2 separate regions of the Mus musculus genome follow, and region 1 is linked to region 2. Evidence: chromatin contacts called from public ChIA-PET data. All regions are on one chromosome and are shown on one strand. Each heading gives the region's core, a stretch centred on a gene start, on an enhancer-like site or on the middle of the called end of the contact. The rest is flanking DNA. Distances are from core to core; before and after follow the strand shown.

What was found. ChIA-PET counts read pairs in DNA pulled down with a chosen protein or histone mark.
Region 1: a contact with region 2 is called in an RNA polymerase II ChIA-PET map of memory CD8 T cells, with 6 read pairs. The contact joins two enhancer-like sites. A contact is called at or near these places in 1 of 39 promoter capture datasets (pre-B cells), 4 of 115 datasets of contacts at active chromatin or transcription factors (embryonic basal ganglia, embryonic limb bud, memory CD8 T cells and 1 more) and 2 of 9 other capture datasets (adipose tissue and liver).

Annotation. Positions count from the first base shown.
Region 1 is chr10:117,638,764-117,641,463 of GRCm38.p6, reverse strand. All of the region lies in intron 2 of Cpm (carboxypeptidase M), which reads right to left. Among named protein-coding and RNA genes, the nearest start is that of Cpm, 11 kb to the right of the region's middle. Within about 2 kb of position 1,308, at least 60 of the 459 cell types and tissues checked have an H3K27ac peak or open chromatin away from gene starts, as enhancers often do. A contact at or near this core is called in memory CD8 T cells, where this site is marked.
Region 2 is chr10:117,397,018-117,399,717 of GRCm38.p6, reverse strand. No RefSeq gene overlaps it. Among named protein-coding and RNA genes, the nearest start is that of Gm40770, 16 kb to the left of the region's middle. Within about 2 kb of position 1,402, at least 33 of the 459 cell types and tissues checked have an H3K27ac peak or open chromatin away from gene starts, as enhancers often do. A contact at or near this core is called in memory CD8 T cells, where this site is marked.

The sequences.
Region 1 (2,700 bases), core at 59-2,558, 240 kb before region 2:
ACCACACACACATAGACACACACACATTCTTTTTTGGTGGGGAGGGGTTGAGACAGGGTTTGTCTGTGTGGCCCTGGCTGTCCTGGAACTCACTCTGTAGACCAGGCTGTCCTCGAACTCAGAAATCTGTTTGCCTCTGCCCCTGAAGTGCTGGGACTAAAGGCGTGCGCCACCACTGTCCAGCATATATATTATTCTTATAAAGGGTCAACAAACAAATTGAGTTTGATCCACACGGTGGAAAGAAGCAATCCTGAAAAGCTGACCCCGACCTCCACACTAAGACTAGCACACATAGAGTGGGGAGATAAAATTAATTCTAGAAAATAACCTTTTACATTATAAAATTGCTAAAAATTTGTTTTTCCGATCGAAGAAATGCACCGGTCACCTTCCCCTCAGGCATAAAGCCCAGATGGTCGTGTCTCCTTTGGATGAACCAAGGATGGCTGACACAGCACGGTTAAGACCCTCAGTCCACACGCCTTCCGGTCTCCCCTTGGCCACAGCGAGCTTCTTTTGTTCCTCCAGGTTGATGGCTCCTTCAGCCCCAGGCCCACGGTCTGCCCTGCCTTTCCTGTTGCTCCTGGCTGACCATCCTTTTCTTTCCCGTTACCCTCTGCTGCCCCCACAGAACTAATCATATCTGTTTACTAGTTGTCTTGCTTTTCTCCTGTTCTTCCAATCCTTTCAGGGCAGGGGTTGTGTCTAATGTCTTTACCTCTATATTTCTAGGCTCTGAATTTTAGGTACTGAACTGCTAAAAGCAACCCAGTCTGTAAACAGAAAAATGGAATTTTAGTAACTACAGTTTGGGTTATATGACTTAAGTTTATGGCTCTCAGTTTTGACTCCCAGCAACATTTAATATTAACCATGACCTTGAGAGGAAATGGTTGTCACCGTCAAGTCTGCCTTTCTTGGTTCTTGCTTATCTTTGGGAACACCTGCAGTCCTGTCAATGACCCTGAACCAAAAGGAACACTGCAGTCCTGAACTGTGTGCTAGTTTCATTCTTTCTGTGTCCTGAACCCACCCCAAGGCAGTGGGTCAGGATAAGAGCGTGGTTTACAATGATGGAGTGCATAGCTGGTACTACACTCCTGCGGACAGTCAAACTGAACTGTGAACTCCGCGGCTTCTTCGTTGGGCTTCCCTGAATGGAGGGATTGTTCACGTGTCTCTGTGGTTTACAGCTGGTTGGGAACAAGTCCCTGAGGGGGGCAGAACCTGTGCTCACTCTCTTGCCACCATAGCCTGAGCCTGCTGCTTCTGCGCCGGGCCCTTGCTGCACGCTCAGCCTCGGGGAGGAGCTTAGTTTGACTTAACACAGTCCTTCCAGAAAATCCCCGGTGGAAGTCCCGTGACCCTGGGTACCTCCTGCGTCCTGTTTAAAAATCCCTGGTGGTGGCAGTCACGTGACCTTGGGTGCCTCCACCGTCCTGTGGCACGACTCTTAGGGTCCGTTCCCTTCCCCCCTCCCCGCCCCCCACGGTCTCCATCCTGATTTCATTTCCCCTCCTTTGCTGGCTCCTGGCTCTACCAGACTATAAGCGTTGGGCTAGCCTTCAGCTCTGTTCTAGCCTTTTCTCGGTCCTCAGTCTCTTGTAGGGTAGTTTCGCTCTTCTCAGGGCTGCTGATATCGGCAGTAGATGATCACCGAGTTCATTTTCACAGCCAAACTTCTCCTGAGTGCCATTTACATAAACCCCCTCCGAAGCCCAGCTGAAGATCTGCTGAGGACTTGAAGATTAAGTAAGCTGTTTAAATCAGAGGCTTGTTTTGTTTGGGCTTGAGGTAGGGACTCACCATGTAGCCCAGGCTGGCCTGGAACTCACTATGTGGATGGAGCCTGCTTTGAATTCACAGAGATGCTCCTGGCTCTGCCTCCCAAGTGCTGCTGGGAGTAAAGGCGTGTGTCACCATGCCCGGCCTTTGTGTCTGAGCTCCTGAAATCACCCCAGAACTGGTCTCTACTAGTTTTCTCTGTCTTAATAGATAACATGAATGCTCTGAGCTGCCAAAGCACGTAGCCTCAGGGTTAAAGCATTTGCTCCAGGGTCATCTTTCATTTTTCTCTCTTCCTCACATTTCCAGTCCTTCTGGTAGCACATGCCACTGGTTCTGTTTCAAGAACAAATCTCCAAAGCCCGGCGTGGTGGCGCACACCTTTAATCCCAGCACTCGGGAGGCAGAGGCAGGCGAATTTCTGAGTTCAAGGCCAGCCTGGTCTACAGAGTGAGTTCCAGGACAGCCAGGGCTATACAGAAAAACCCTGTTGTGGAAAAAAAAAATCTCACTATGGGTGTGCTGAGATCACAGGAGCACTCCTGGCTTTGGTGCGTTCTACGAAGTCCTCCGACTTTCACAGCAATCACTTTACAAACAGAGAGCTTCCTAGCCCTGACGAGCAACCTTTATGAGCAACCCTTATGTTCCTTTTTGTTGGCTTCCCCCTGTTAGCAAGTGTGAGATAGCCAGGCAGACTCTATCCAACCATTCTTAATTTATTATGGGCCTGCACAGAGAGGACTGGCCCTTGCTTTCCATCAAGAATCAATTGGCCAGGGGTTGGAGGGATGGCTCAGCAATTAAGAGCACCGACTGCTCTTCCAGAGGTTCTGAGTTCAATTCCCAGCAACCACATGGTGGCTCACAACCATCTGTAATGGGGTCAGGTGTCCTCTTCTGGTGTGTCTG
Region 2 (2,700 bases), core at 153-2,652:
CAGATATAGTATGGAATAGAGTTTGTTTAGGGCATGGGGAGGGGATAGGAGAGAGAGAGAGAGAGAGAGAGAGAGAGAGAGAGGGGAAGAAGGAAGAAGAAGAAGAGGAGGAGGAGGAGAAGGAGGGAAGGGGAAGGAGAAGGAGGAGGAAGGAAGAAGGAGGAGGAGAAGGAGGAGGGGGAGGAGGAGGAGGAGGAGGAGGAGGAGGAGAGGCTTAGAGGCCGGTCATGAGCACATTGGAGAGAGGAGGGAGGGGAATGGGGAGAGAAGGGACAGAAAGGGAAGAGGGTAAAAAGGCAAGAGAAGAGAGAGGGGGGAGGGGGTAAGCAGCCCCTTTTATAGTGATCCCAATACACCTGGGTGTTGCCAGGTAACTATGGGGCAGAGCCTAGACAAAATGCCAACCTGGAGTATCACTATGCTGCCCAGGCTGGTTCAGACTTACAGGGCTCAAGTGATCCTCTGACCTCAGCGAGGAGTCCAAGTGTAACTGCAGGCATAAACCACAGTACCTGCTTTTTTGAAGAAAGGGACAGTGAGTGCTAACTGACAGTTCCTGGCTCAGTTTGTGATTCTCTTCGCCCGAATATCCATTTCTTCCCATATCTTTTTCCTTTTTGTGGGCAACAATAATCAAATCTCATCCAGTTTCTGAATCCAGACCATAGCTTTTGGTTGTTAAAACAGGGTCTTATACTGCCTCTGCTAGCTTTATGCTCACTTTATGCCCAGGTAGGCCTTTAATTCACCATGCTGCTGTGGCAGTGTCCCTAGAGCTGGGATTGGAGGCATATGCCACAATATCTGCAGGTTTCCGTCTTCCCACCCAGTTATGTGTCACTTGACACAAGCTAGAGAGGAGGGAGCCTCGACTGAGAAAGTGTCTTTGCAAGATCAGGCTATAGGCATGAGGCATTTTCTTAATTAGTGATTCCTGGGGAAGACTCACCCCATTGTGGGTGTTTCTATCCCTGGGCTGGTGGTCCTTGATTCTCTAAGAGAACAGGCTGAGCAAGCCACAGGGTGTGAGGCAGAAAGCAGCACCCCTCCGTGGCCTCTGCATCAGCTCCTGCCTCCAGTTTCCTGCCCTGTTTTCCTTCGGTGATGTACAGAGAGACATAGAAACTTAAACCAAGTAAGTCCTTTATTCCCCATGCTTCTTTGGCCATGGTGTTTTATCACAGCAGTAGCGACACTAAGACAGCATCTTAAATATACCCTATACGTTCACGGAGCCTTTTGTCCCCTGAGCGGCAGTGTTCAGTGGGACCTGTGGGCAGGGAGCACACCCTAAGGACTGAAACATCATCAATGATTGGTCCAATGATGGGTTCATGGATTAGCGAAGCCCGATCTCATGGGGGAGGAGAGGCAGGAAGTGTAGGAGGCGAGGCCCACTTAGAGAATACTATGGTTTCCTGTTTCCGCATCAACCCGCCCTTCCTTCTCTGCTGCCCTGCTACCACGAGCTACATGGTTTTGCTCCACGATGCTCCTGGTTGTGCAGCTCTGCCTCCTCACAGGCCAAAAAGCAGCCGAACCAGCGTGCCATGGACTGAAAGTTCTGGAAACACGAGCCAAATATGCCCTTTCTCCTTTACATGGGTTTACTCTTAGGGGTTGTGTCGCAGCCACGAGAAGTAAGCACATTATGTCTGTTTTCCTTATAAGGTCCACATGATTCCTCAGCCTCCAGCCAATTTCCCTAAGTTAAAAAGGAGAAATAGGAAGAAAAAAAAATTTTTTAAGGTAAGTTTCAGTGTGTGACCTAGGCTTATCTCAAACTTCTGGGCCCAAACAATCCACCATTCAGTCCTTCCACCTCAGCCTATTGGGTAGCTAGAACTAGAAGCAGGCGCCAGAGAAGCCTTCCGTGAGTGGTGAAGTTCTGGGCTGGAGAGATGGCTCAGCGGTTAAGAGCCCTGACTGCTCTTCCAGAGGTCCTGAGTTCAAATCCCAGCAACCACGTGGTGGCTTACAACCATCTGTAATGGGATCTGATGCTCTCTTCTGGTGTGTCCGAAGACAGCTACAGTGTACACACATATATTAAATAAATTAATAATAATAGTAATAATAATAATACTAATAATAGTGGTGAAGTCCTGAACCAACGTCACAGCCATGTCTAGAACCAACTACTCAGGCCCACCAGACCCACAGGCATGGCAAAGCCCTGCCCTCACACCCAGGGTAAGGTTGAGAGGGATGTCAAACCCTTCCTTTGGTCCAAGTTCAAATGGTAACAATGTATCCAACAATTGTTAACAAACCATGGATCATGTGTTTGAAAAAACTAGCTTCCTTCTTTCAGCGGTTTTCAGCCTGAGACTTGTTCCCATGCAGAAGCAAGCTAACTTTTCCGGTCTGTGCTGGCCACCATAAAAGCATCGAGGTTCCAGGTTGTTGCGTAGTAGGGTGTCACTCCATCAGAGTGTGCACACCCACGTGGTCCCGCATGTGTCTGGGTGTCTTTTCTTTCTTTATCCCCCCCCCCGCCCCCCCCCCCACACCCAGTCAGATTTCCCAGCGCAAGTTGTGTGGGAAGTGCGACACCATAGAGCTTAGCTTCTGCTGCTGCTGCTGCTGCTGCTGCTGCTGCTGCTGCTGCTGCTGCTGCTGCTGCTGCTGCTGCTGCAGCTAGTACTGCTTACTGTTTAGAAGAAGACTACGAAGTGCAGAGCAGCCTCTGATTTGTTA